Linked DNA regions of Zea mays: region 1 is linked to region 2. Evidence: chromatin contacts called from public Hi-C data. All regions are on one chromosome and are shown on one strand. Each heading gives the region's core, a stretch centred on a gene start, on an enhancer-like site or on the middle of the called end of the contact. The rest is flanking DNA. Distances are from core to core; before and after follow the strand shown.

The links. A called contact is a pair of places that touch in the nucleus more often than the background predicts.
Region 1: a contact with region 2 is called in a Hi-C map of leaf, with 5 times the contacts expected there. The contact joins the promoter of LOC542521 here to the promoter of LOC100273040 in region 2. A contact is called at or near these places in 2 of 25 Hi-C or Micro-C datasets (leaf and leaf mesophyll).

What each region holds. Positions count from the first base shown.
Region 1 is chr6:72,047,541-72,052,925 of Zm-B73-REFERENCE-NAM-5.0, forward strand. It overlaps LOC542521 (calcium dependent protein kinase14), which reads right to left and starts at 3,208. Exons shown (of 4, transcript NM_001301763.1): 1 at 3,054-3,208; 2 at 2,015-2,706; 3 at 1,639-1,935; 4 at 276-1,267. The coding sequence starts at 2,579. The coding sequence ends at 651. LOC100383021 (Oligopeptide transporter 7) reads left to right here and starts at 5,171. Exons shown (of 7, transcript NM_001361344.1): 1 at 5,171-5,347. The coding sequence starts at 5,257.
Region 2 is chr6:71,694,852-71,700,349 of Zm-B73-REFERENCE-NAM-5.0, forward strand. It overlaps LOC100273040, which reads right to left and starts at 4,154. Exons shown (of 1, transcript XM_020539749.3): 1 at 2,553-4,154. The coding sequence starts at 3,887. The coding sequence ends at 2,877. It overlaps LOC103629410 (nucleobase-ascorbate transporter LPE1-like), which reads left to right. Exons shown (of 5, transcript XM_035959936.1): 1 at 1-808; 2 at 926-1,026; 3 at 1,141-1,216; 4 at 1,311-1,370; 5 at 1,446-2,700. The coding sequence starts at 683. The coding sequence ends at 1,580.

The DNA.
Region 1 (5,385 bases), core at 1,958-4,457, 350 kb after region 2:
TTTACTCGTTGGAAGCTAGTGGCTTGAACATTGCGTGCGTGATTTATTACTGTTCAGAAGCTGATGAATCCATCCATTTTTTTTCTAAAAAAACAGAGAAAACATGCCAAGTAAAGTCTCGCATGGTATCTGCAATGATTTTTTTTCAACAGGAAGTCTTTAGTTATTTTTCGATGGAGTGTCTGGACGTGATCCTTTTGTTTAGACAGTTTCTTGGTGGAAAACAGATCTGACACACAAACTGAAACAGTCCTTTTATGTGTGGCCTGGCCATGCATCCTGAACATTGTTGCTTCTTGTTCATATCAAATTATCAGACGCCTTCTCTCTCCGTCGCCAGGTGTGTTCCCAAATCTTATCTGACCAGCAGCGTTCCCAAATCTTATCTGACCAGCAGCGTGACAGCGAAGAATAAAACACATCAGTTCCAGCTCTGCCACTCGCTCTCCATCTCCATGCATCCATCCCTCCGTAGCAACTTCACCTTCACTCTCTAATCTATCATCACCACTATAACAGCACTGTGTCTGTATATATATTATACAATTCGAGGCTACTGCACACTCTCTACCGCTCGTCTCGTCGGAATTCTCCTCCTCACCCTCAGCCCGGCGTTGGCGGCGCCGGCGCGCGGAACGACGTTGCTAGTGCTAGCATACGAGGGAGGCCCGAAGTGAGGGCGCCGTGGAGAAGTTGGTGCACGACGCCCAGCGGATGACAGACTCCACCGCCACGTCCAGGTGCTCCCGCCCGCCGCCGCCGATCGTGTGGTTCCGCCTGCCGTTGACGCCCCGTGGCGTGGATCCCCTCGCCGTCCTCGGAGTCGAGGAGGCAGCGACCGGCTGTGGCTCAGCTGGCTCGCTGCTGTCCCGCGCGCAGAAGAACGAGAAGCTCGGCATGGAAGCCATGGGCATCGGGAACCCTCCTCCTCCTCCTCCGTCAAGTGGTTCGCAGGGCTCACCGAACGAGAAGCCAGAGCCACCCAAGGCGGAGGAGGCCGAGCAGGGCGGCGGGGCCGGGTCGGTGATGAACGCCGAGAACGACGACCTGCAGACGGCGGCGAACGTGGGCGAGCAGCAGGTCGCCTCGTCCTCGCCCCCACCCCTCCACGCGATGGGGCCACGCGTGTCAAAGCTCACGTCCCTGCTCCGCGACGCCAACGGCGTGGAGAAGGAGCACGAGCCGGCGCCCTCCCGTTGGAGGCCGGTCTCGTGGCACTGCCCGCACGAGTCTTGTGGGTCCGCGTGTTCCTGCATCCACGGATGCTCTGCGTAGGAAGGAAACATTTGCTTAGATCACAAGAACGAAAACTGCCACATGGCCAGCCAGAGCAGACTAGATTCCATGAATCTTGAAGAAGAGGAAGGGGAGTTTTTGAAATCTCAGTTCGGTAACGGCAGATCTACAAGATTGGGGATGCCTTGTTCGATTTGCAACGTAAACAAGCAAATAAAATGGAAAAGTTTGGAGGAAGTAAACAAGGTTAATTGGACATATATTTTTCATGGATTTCTAACTCTACCTATGGCGGGCAGCGTGAACCTATATGCAGGAATTAATCACGAGCCCAGATGAAAAAGATACATGAAGCAAAGGACTGCAAAAATTCAAACTGAAATGAATCCGTGGCTCACTCACCTAGAACCTGCTTGGCCGTGAGCCGCAGCCTAGGGTCGCGCCGCAGCATCCCGGTGACGAGCTCCTTGGCGGAATCAGAAACCCTGTCCCATGGGTCAGAAGGGAACCGCAGCTCCATGGACCTGATGCAGTCGAAGATCTTGGACTTGGTCTTGCCCCAAAACGGCGGGATGCCGCTGAGGAGGATGTAGAGTATGACCCCCGCGCTCCAGACGTCGGCGGCCTCGTTGTACCCGCCGGAGAGCACCTCCGGCGCAATGTAGAACGGGCTGCCTACCATGCCGCTCAAGCTTCGGCCTGACGACAAAAGCAATCACCATGATCATTAGATTAGATCGTCAATCGGGCATTCCCACAACACAAAAAGTAGCTGTACCAGGCTGGGTGTAGGTGGCGAGTCCAAAGTCCGCGAGTTTGATCGGCGACTGGGGCGACCTGCTGACGAGGAGGATGTTCTCGGGCTTGAGGTCGCGGTGCACGATCCCCTTGGCGTGGCAGTGCGCGACGACCTCCATGAGGTGGCGGAAGAGCGCGGCGGCCTCGCGCTCGGGGAAGCAGCCGCGCTCGTGGAGGCGGTGGAAGAGCTCGCCGCCGGCGCAGAGCTCCATGACGAGGTGCACCGAGTCGCGGTCCTCGTACACGGCCTTGAGCCCCACGACGTTGGGGTGGCCCGCCAGGCGCGCCATGACGTCGATCTCCAGCCTGACCCCGCGCACGTCGTCGGGGGACACGAGCCGGCCCTTGGCGATGGACTTGCAGGCCAGCGCCTCGCCGGTGACCAGGTCGGAGCAGGACCGGATCACGCCGAACTGGCCCCACCCCAGCTGCGGGCCCAGCGCGTACCGGTCCTCGAGGCACGACACGTGCGCCGCCTCCAGCAGCGCGCCGCGCAGCCCCGGCGCCTTGTACGAGCTGTACCTGGAGGAGCCGCCGCTGGCCATCGCGCTGGCGAGACCTCTGCCGCCGCACCGCAGACCGCGAACCTCGCGGGCTCAGCTCAGCTCAGCTGCGCCTGCGCCCTCCCTCTCTCCCCTCCTTCCACGGGCATTCCGCGCACGGCTGCCGAATCTGCGGCGACGAAAAGAGAAACAGCAAGGCCGTTAAGCTCTCCAAGCCCCGCCCGAAACCGCGGCTTTGCCCCCGCAAAAGAGACACAGATCCAACACCGCAGCCCCGCGAGCTCGGGACCCGGAGCAAAGCAACACCCGCGGCGGAAATCCAAAATCCCCACACCGCGAGCCCGTACCCGGAGCCGCGCGCACCAGCGGCGTCCCCCCCCCCCCCCCCCCCCCCCCCCCCGGCCGAGCGCGCGGCGCAGATCGAGCCGCGTCTCGCACGGGACGGCCCCCGTAACCGCCGCGCCCGGCTTCGAAGGAGCGGGTGGAGGCTAGGAATTAACAGAGAAACGCACTCACCTGCGTCCGCTCGTCGCCGCCGGCCGCGGGGTCGGTCAGCCTCGACTCCTCCTCCGCCCGCGGCCCAGCTCGCTCGCGGCGCTCGGCCCGCCAGCGCAGAGGGGCAGGAGGGGTGGTGCTGGCTGGTGGTGATGGTGGGGAGGCGCCACCACACCACTCTCTCTGATAAGAGGGGGCAAGTAGCAGGAGCAGAAGCAGCCCTTCCTTCCCCCGCTAATCATGTGGTTAAGCCTTGTTTATCCACTCCTTATTTCGCCATTTTTTTAAATGTCTATTTATTCAATAACCCCGTTGGCCGTTGCTCTGGCATAAGAGCTCGGTTTCCCTTTTTTTTGGGTGAATTTTGCAGGAGTAGGATTGCCAGGGGGAGGGTTGAGTTGAATTGAATTTGTTCCAACAACGTGTGGTTGGTCTGGTCGGGTCTGATTTCGAATTAGGTGGGTGTACTAGTTAGTGGTTGGACTTTGGGTGGATTTTAAAAATCCGTGCCGCGGCCTTTCTTTGCCGTTGCTTCGCTTCTCCGGTTCTCCTCCCAGGCCAAGTACGTCGTGGGTGGGACCTGCCATGGCTGGCGCCGCGGGTGTGGTTCCTTTGCGGAGGAAAAAAAAGGGAGAAAATGTAACCGTGTGATGTGACGTCGGTCGCTTATGCTTCCTACGGCTGGGAGAGAGAGAGCGCGCTCGTGTTTTGTTTCGCGAGCAGCCTATCATCACCACGTCTGGTCCTGATCTAACGGCGGCCGCCGTTTCCTCTTGTTCCGCAAGTGCAGTGCAGGTCCACGCGTCAGCAGCTGAACGGTCGCCCACGGAAAAATATCTCCTCCGTTTTCCCTTTGCTCCTTCGAAATCCATCTCTAGACTACACGACGACACAAGCAAGAACAAGCAGTTCCCAAAAGCGTCCAAGTGTTTACGCGTAGACACGTGTCGTGAGCGGCGGGGGCGGGTCGCTCCCCCTCACAACTACCGGTTCTCGCCCAATTTAGAGCTTGTGACAGGATTGATACGGATTGAGAGAGATTTTTACTTGCTAAGTATTGAAATCCCATCAATCTCCCTCAATCCATATGGATTGAGGCTCGGTGAGGCTTGAGTCGGCTCGCGAGCCAGAACCGAGTCTAGTTTTGCAGCTCGCCAGAACTGAGAGCCGAGCCGGCTCGGTCCAGCTCGCGAGTCAAGTTAACAACCTCAAGTATACTATTATATCATATTATTATTATGTTTTGAACTATTTTGTAAAATTTCTTGGACTTGATATGTGATACGCTTATATTGTAGTCTAGAAATATATTATACGTAATTTTTTTTATCTTAGATATAATAAAAAATATATAAATAATTTATATTCTAAACGCTATTTAGCGCAAGCAATTACCGAGCCGAGCCGAGCCTCTCGGGTGGGCTCGCAATATGACCGAGCCGGCTCGCAGCTGCACCGAGCCACGTCGAGGCGAGCTGAGCTGGGATCGTTTCCAGCCCTACCCCTGTTCCTAATAGTTAGGGCAAACAAACTACCGGTTGACCTGCAGCCGGTGCGGGTGGGATTAGTTGGCGTTGGCTACTTTTTCAGAACGGGACGGTCTTTCTGTCGGCCTTGTTGGAGCTGTTGGCGGTTCACCGTCACGGTACTCCTGCTACATTGTCGTGTTTTCAGGTAAAGTTCAGGACCTACGTACAAGCCTTTGCGAGTGTCCGTACGTAGCAGCCGCACACGACATTCTGCTCCTTTTTCTTTCCTGGGCCGACGGACGGCCCACGATCGTCTGAAGAAGAGCAAATTCCAGCCCATCGAAGGGAGAACGAGCAGGCGGCGCCTTTTAGACTGTTCCCACAAAAAAAATTATGCATGTCCTCAGAAGCAAAAGAGACACTTGCTATTGCCATCGATAAACTCAGCGCTCTGTAGCCTTTCATTCCATGTATGTGGACGTCGTTCTTTCTCGTATCACAAGGAGTGCTTGGTTTTTTTTTGGGGTTCAAGTTTTATTGGTGAGGTAGGGAGAAACTAGTGGCCTTTGGTATATGATAGCTATTGTAGTAGTGGCCAGTGGGGAGAGGGGGCCCATCGAGCACGATCTGTAGTGTAATAAATGCCAGAGCAGACGAGTCAGCTGAAAGGAGCCCAGCACGGCAACACCTGCAGCTGCTATTGCCACTGTCAGCCGGCCAAGTCCCAGTCATAACTCCCAAGTCCCAACCCAATCATGGCGTCGTCCGTCCACCAACTGGAGGAGCACGACGAGGCGGGAGAGGAGCACGATCGCCATGGCATCCAGCTGATCACCTCTCCGCTGCGTAATGCTCCCCTTTCCCAGCTCTCCGTTTCCTCGTTG
Region 2 (5,498 bases), core at 2,904-5,403:
AGGCCCGGGCTTACATAAAGGGCAGCCACTCCGGCCCCGACCGCTTCTTCGCAAACCTCCCCTCTCCCATCGACTTACTCCGTCGTCCGTCGCACTGCCACGGATCACCCTCTTCCTTCGTCTTCCTCCACAAAACCTATAGTGCTGGTGCGCCGAGGAGCTAGCTAGCTAGCCCGGCCGGCCGGCGCCATGCCTCCCGTGAAGGCCGAGGACCTGGTTGTGCACGCCGTCAAGGAGCAGTTCGCCGGCCTCGACTACTGCATCACCAGCCCCCCCCCGCCATGGAGTACGTTATTAAAGCTCTGCCTGCCACCATTTGGTTCTGTTCGGTTTGCTTAGATTGCCACCCGCCTACACGCACTGACTGATGACTGATGTCGGTCGATGGTCTCTCTGTGGGCGCTGAACCGCTTGTCGTTTCGTGCTCTGCTGTAGTCACGACGGTGCTCGTTGGCTTCCAGCACTACCTGGTCATGCTCGGCACCACCGTCCTCATCGCCACCATCATCGTCCCGCTCATGGGCGGCGGCATGTGAGACTGACTTTCCTTCTTCTTCATTCCCCTTTATTTCGTCGTTTTCCTGGACCTGGACGGACGGGCACTGATCGATGAGCGCACGGACACATGCAGGCCGAGAAGGCGATCGTGATCTAGACCATCCTCTTCCTCTCCGGGATCAACATGCTGCTGCAGGTCCACTTCGGCACGCGGCTCCCCGCCGTGATGAGCGGCTCCTACACCTACATCTACCCGGTCGTGGCCATCATCCTGAGCCAACGATACGCGCTCCTCATCGACCCTCTCGAGGTGCGTAGCGCAACTGCACGCTCACGTCTCCGAGGGTCGCTTCTGTGCTTCCTCTCTTCTCTCTTCGGTCGCCGCAGCTGATCCACCGTTGGCCGGTGTCGTCTGTCCATACTCTAGAGATTCGTGTTCACGATGAGGTCGCTCCAGGGCGTGCTCATCATCGTCGGCGTCTTCCAGGCCGTCGTCGGCTTCTTCGGCATATGGAGAGTCTTCATTAGGTTGGTGGTCTTTTTCCTTCTGTAGTCACGCTGTCAATCAAACCTCAAACGTCGTCTCTGTTCCTGCTCCTGTACTAACGATGTCGCTGCGCCGTGGCGACCCGTGCATTTCAGGTTCCTGAGCCCCCTCACGGCGGTCCCCTTCGTCACGCTCACAGGCCTGGGACTCTTCTTCTCCGCGTTCCCCGGGGTGAGCTCGCGGCACAGCGCCACGACAGAGCAGACTCGCCTTCTCTGGACGCCGCAGCTTGCTTGCTAATCACTCTAGTTTCTTGCAACCTCAGGTCACCAAGTGCATCGAAGTGGGTCTCCCCGCCCTTGTCCTCCTGGTGATCTTCGCAGAGGTAACAACAGCCCGGTAGAAGATGACTCCACCGTACGGCTGCTGCAGCAACTGACACCCGCTTTCGCCTTTGCAGTACGCCTCCCACGTGTTCGCTAAGGGGAGCTTCGTGTTCAGCCGGTGCCCCGTGCTGGTGACCGTCGTGATCATCTGGATCTACGCCGAGATCCTGACGGCGGCCGGCGCCTACAACCAGCTGGGAATTACCTGACCAATTACAGATGACTGCATAAGTTGATGGTCGCCGCTCTTGCCAAAACAGGGAGGGAAGCCCCTCATGGCTGGCTCGGACTGGGTCCTTCGTCGAACACCTGTCGTGCAGCCCCCCGCCCCCTCGTTTGGATCACAACGCAGAGCAACGCTCCTCACCGCACCAGTCCGCACCGCCCGACGAGCAACACCACGGAAGACATGACCACCCGCGCGCAGATTGGCCACAGAAATGCGCAGGCCGCCGCCAGAGATTGCTAGATCCGGCAATGCCACCGCCAGCAGACGCCGGGGCCAGGGGTCGCGCCCGCCGCCGCTGTGGCCAGGGGGCGTGTGCCTCGCCCTCGCCGCGACGGGGAGGAGAGCGCACCCGCCGCTCTCACCGCGACAGAGAGGAGAGCGCGCCCGCCGACGCCGGGGCCAGAGGTCACGCCCGCCGCCGCTGTGACCAGGGGCCGCGTCCGCCCCGCCGGGAGGGCCACGTGCCTCGCCCGCGCCGTCGGGTGGGGGCCGCGTCGCGCCCGCTCGCGCCGGTGGGGCAGCGCGCCGCCATCGGGGCTGAGGCCGGGGGCCGCGTCCACGCAGGGGCCGCCCTCTCCGGTGCCATGCAAAGTCGACATCCTCCCCTTGCTCCAGGCGTTGTGGTCTTGGCGCGTAGGGCGCGTCGGTGGAGGGGGCGCTGTGGCCGCGGGCATCGCAGGGACGGGGCAGGGGCAGCGCGGGCACGAGTGCGATGATGGCGGGGCGGCGATGGATAGTGCGATGATGGCGGGGCGGCGATGGATAGTGCGATGATAGCGGGGCGGCGATGGAGGTTTCCTGGGATTGCGCGACCAAGAGCGGAGCAAGGGGAGGATGTCGGAGGTAGAGGCAGGGCAGAACCGTGCGCCACGCTACTGTGGACTCCTACGGTATCTTCTTAAGAGTAGTAGAGATTAGCTAAATTTACTTTTACAGAATCATATATCTAGTCTTGGAGTTGCTCATCTTCTTCAAACTTTTTTTTGGAACCGGAGTAGCCCCTACAGTAAACTATATATTTAAAAACTAATGCGAGTTTTACAAAGTAGACAAGAAAAAAGAAAGAAAGAAAGAAAAAACATTGTTTATAAGAGGAAAAAGAAGAAGAAACAAAAAAAGATCAGGAGCAGCTTGCAAATTACACCAGATTTTGTGTCCGTTGCTCCCCGAGTGGAAGTCTGAAAAAAAAACGTCTCAGAATCTCGATGGAAGCACTCGAGGCCGAGCTTGGATCCCGTACGTGGCTTCCCACCGTAGCTTCGTCTCGATGGAATTTTTAGTGGTGAAGAAGGAAGCGCTCGAGGCCGACCTTGGATCCTGTGGCCTTGATGTCGGCCTGCACCTGCTCCCGGAACTCAGCGTAGGTGAAGGGCCTATACCTGCCGGCGCCGCAGGTGATGACGGCATCGTCCCGCGGGAAGGCGAAGTAGCAGAGCGAGAGCCTCTCCGCCGCCTGGCTGGCCGCCACCCGGTGCCGCACGCTGCGGTACGCGTCGCCGCTGATGGCCCGCGCCATGTCGCCCAGGTTGACGAGCAGCGTGCTGGCTCCCGCGGCCGGCGCGACGTCGCGCCACGCGCCGCCGTGGAGCACCTGCAGGCCGCCGGCGCCCTCCTCTTGGTTGATGACGGAGAGCACGGAGCTGTCGGTGTGGGCCTCCATGCCGAGGCGCCCGGGCTCGGGGCACCGCGGGTAGCGGTACACCCGCAGGAACCCGTCGCGCTCCGCGAGGTAGGACGCCGCCTGGGCCGCGCCGAGGCCCAGCGCGGGGGCGAGCGCGTCGAAGAGCGTCCGCGCCACCCGCGTCATGTGCGCGCCGTACTCCGCCCTCGCGAGGCCGAGCAGGTCGCCGAGCGGCGGCGGCGGCACGGGCGCGTGCTGCTGCTGCTGCTGGGCCTCGCCCAGGGCGACGTGGAAGCCCTCGACCCAGTTGACGTCGCGGACGCGGAGCGAGAGCGCCGGCGTGCCCCAGAAGTAGCCCGGCTGCGCGCGCTTGTCGCGGAACGGCGCCCCGGCCAGCGCGGCCCGCGCCAGCGCGAAGAGGCGCGCGGAGAGCGCCGCGGGCACGCCGTGGTTCGCGAGGCGGAACACGCCGAGCTCCCGGCACGCCGCTGCCAGCGCCTCCCCCGGCGCCTCCAGGTCCACCGTCGGCAGCTCCAGCGCGCCCCCGCGCCGGGCCTCCTGCTCCTGCTCGTGAACGTGGCCTCCGCCCTCGTCGTCCTGCTCCAGGAGAGGGAACGGCGGGTACGACGGGTCCGCCGCCGTCCGCGAGTCCGACCCCGACGCCATCTCCTCGGTCGACGGCGCCTCCCTCCGTCCGCCTCTCTTCTTGGCTCTCTCCTGTGCTCGGTGCTCCTAGGCCGAAGTGCACCTCTGCTTGGATACACGGACAGAGGAAGAGGAGGAGCGGAAGCAGCTGTCAGGTTACTCGTTTGACGATGGAGCAGGGGCTGGTAGATCTGATTCGTCTGCTGATGCATTCTCGGTTTGGCATGCATCACATCAGGCCGGCACTTGTTTGTTCAGAACTGAAACATGCATTTTTTTTTCTGTGGATCAAATGTGCTGACAATGGCAATGAAGTCGTGTGACTATACATAACCAAAACGGCCCGGCCCGTGGTGTAGCCCGACGTCCGGCACGGCGAAGTACGGTTTAGGCCTGGCCTGGCACGACAGTTGCCGTGCCCGTACTAGCCCGCCCCGATGCAAGGTCGGCCCGCGGTGTTGGCACGAGCACGACCCGTGTAAGCTAGCGACACGGCGGCGGCCCGCTAAAAAGGGGAAACTACCCCGTGGCCCTTGCCATGTCGTTTGCGTCGCGCATAACCCTAGCTTCTGTCTTGTGTCTTCTGATCTCTTCTCTCTCGGTCTCTCCGTCTCCTGAGTCGGCGCTCCGCAGAGCTTTCTCGTACGGCCTCGCCTCTGGTGTCGACAGAGCTGTACACCGGCAAGTCGCTATTGCTAGTCTTCGTGTCCTGCTCCTCTCCTCTCCTCTCTTGCTTCGTCCTCTCTATGAACTCTCTACATCTCTCCCTCGCTAACCCTAACCCTAAAACTTGATCTGCGCCAAGTTCGCTCCTCTGCCTCTAACGTCTGCTTGGTGGATCCGGTGCTCCGGTGTTGCAGGTAAGTTTTCCTTTGTTTTCCTTTGGTGGATTACTAGTTTTCCTTTGTTGATCTCGGTTTCTCTCTTACTCCTAGTCTTCTTGTTCTTGATCTTGTGCTTCGATTCGTTGAGGTGTGCACCGTGTGTGTGTGTGCGCGCCGCGCGCCGTGAGGAGCCACAGAAGCCGACCGAGGCGGTGGCCATGTCCACGGACTCGGCTGATGACGAGCTCAGTCTCGATGCGGTGGTCGAGGAGCGGCGGCTTGAAGCACAAAACGAGGCAGACGATGCACAATGCCTCCTCCTTGGTACCACCTCAGCTGGTGCCATCGATCTGGACGGCGCCGGTGCACAAACGGGGATGGGGAACAGACACGCACACGAGCTCCACAAGCCCGACGACCGACGCGAGCACTTCTGTCCCTATGCCTGATAAACGTTCTAGAAGGAGAGGTCCGACCTCCAAGGTATGGCTGCACTTTGAGGAGGTAACTACGATGCAAAATGGTAAGGAGGTAAGAGTATCTGCCATTTGTCTCACTGCAAGAATAGCATGTCTGCTAAATCTTCATCTGGAACTGGCCATTTGATCCGACACTTGGATGTTTGCCCTGCTAAGAAAGAAAAGGATAGATCTGGAAGAACTCAGTCTTTGCTTAATGAGAGCACCTATAGGGGGGGTGAATAGGTGATCCTGTAAAACTTAAACTTATAGCCACAAAAACTTGGTTAATCGTTAGCACAATAATTGCCAAGTGGCTAGAGAGGAGTCAAAACACAATAACCACAAGA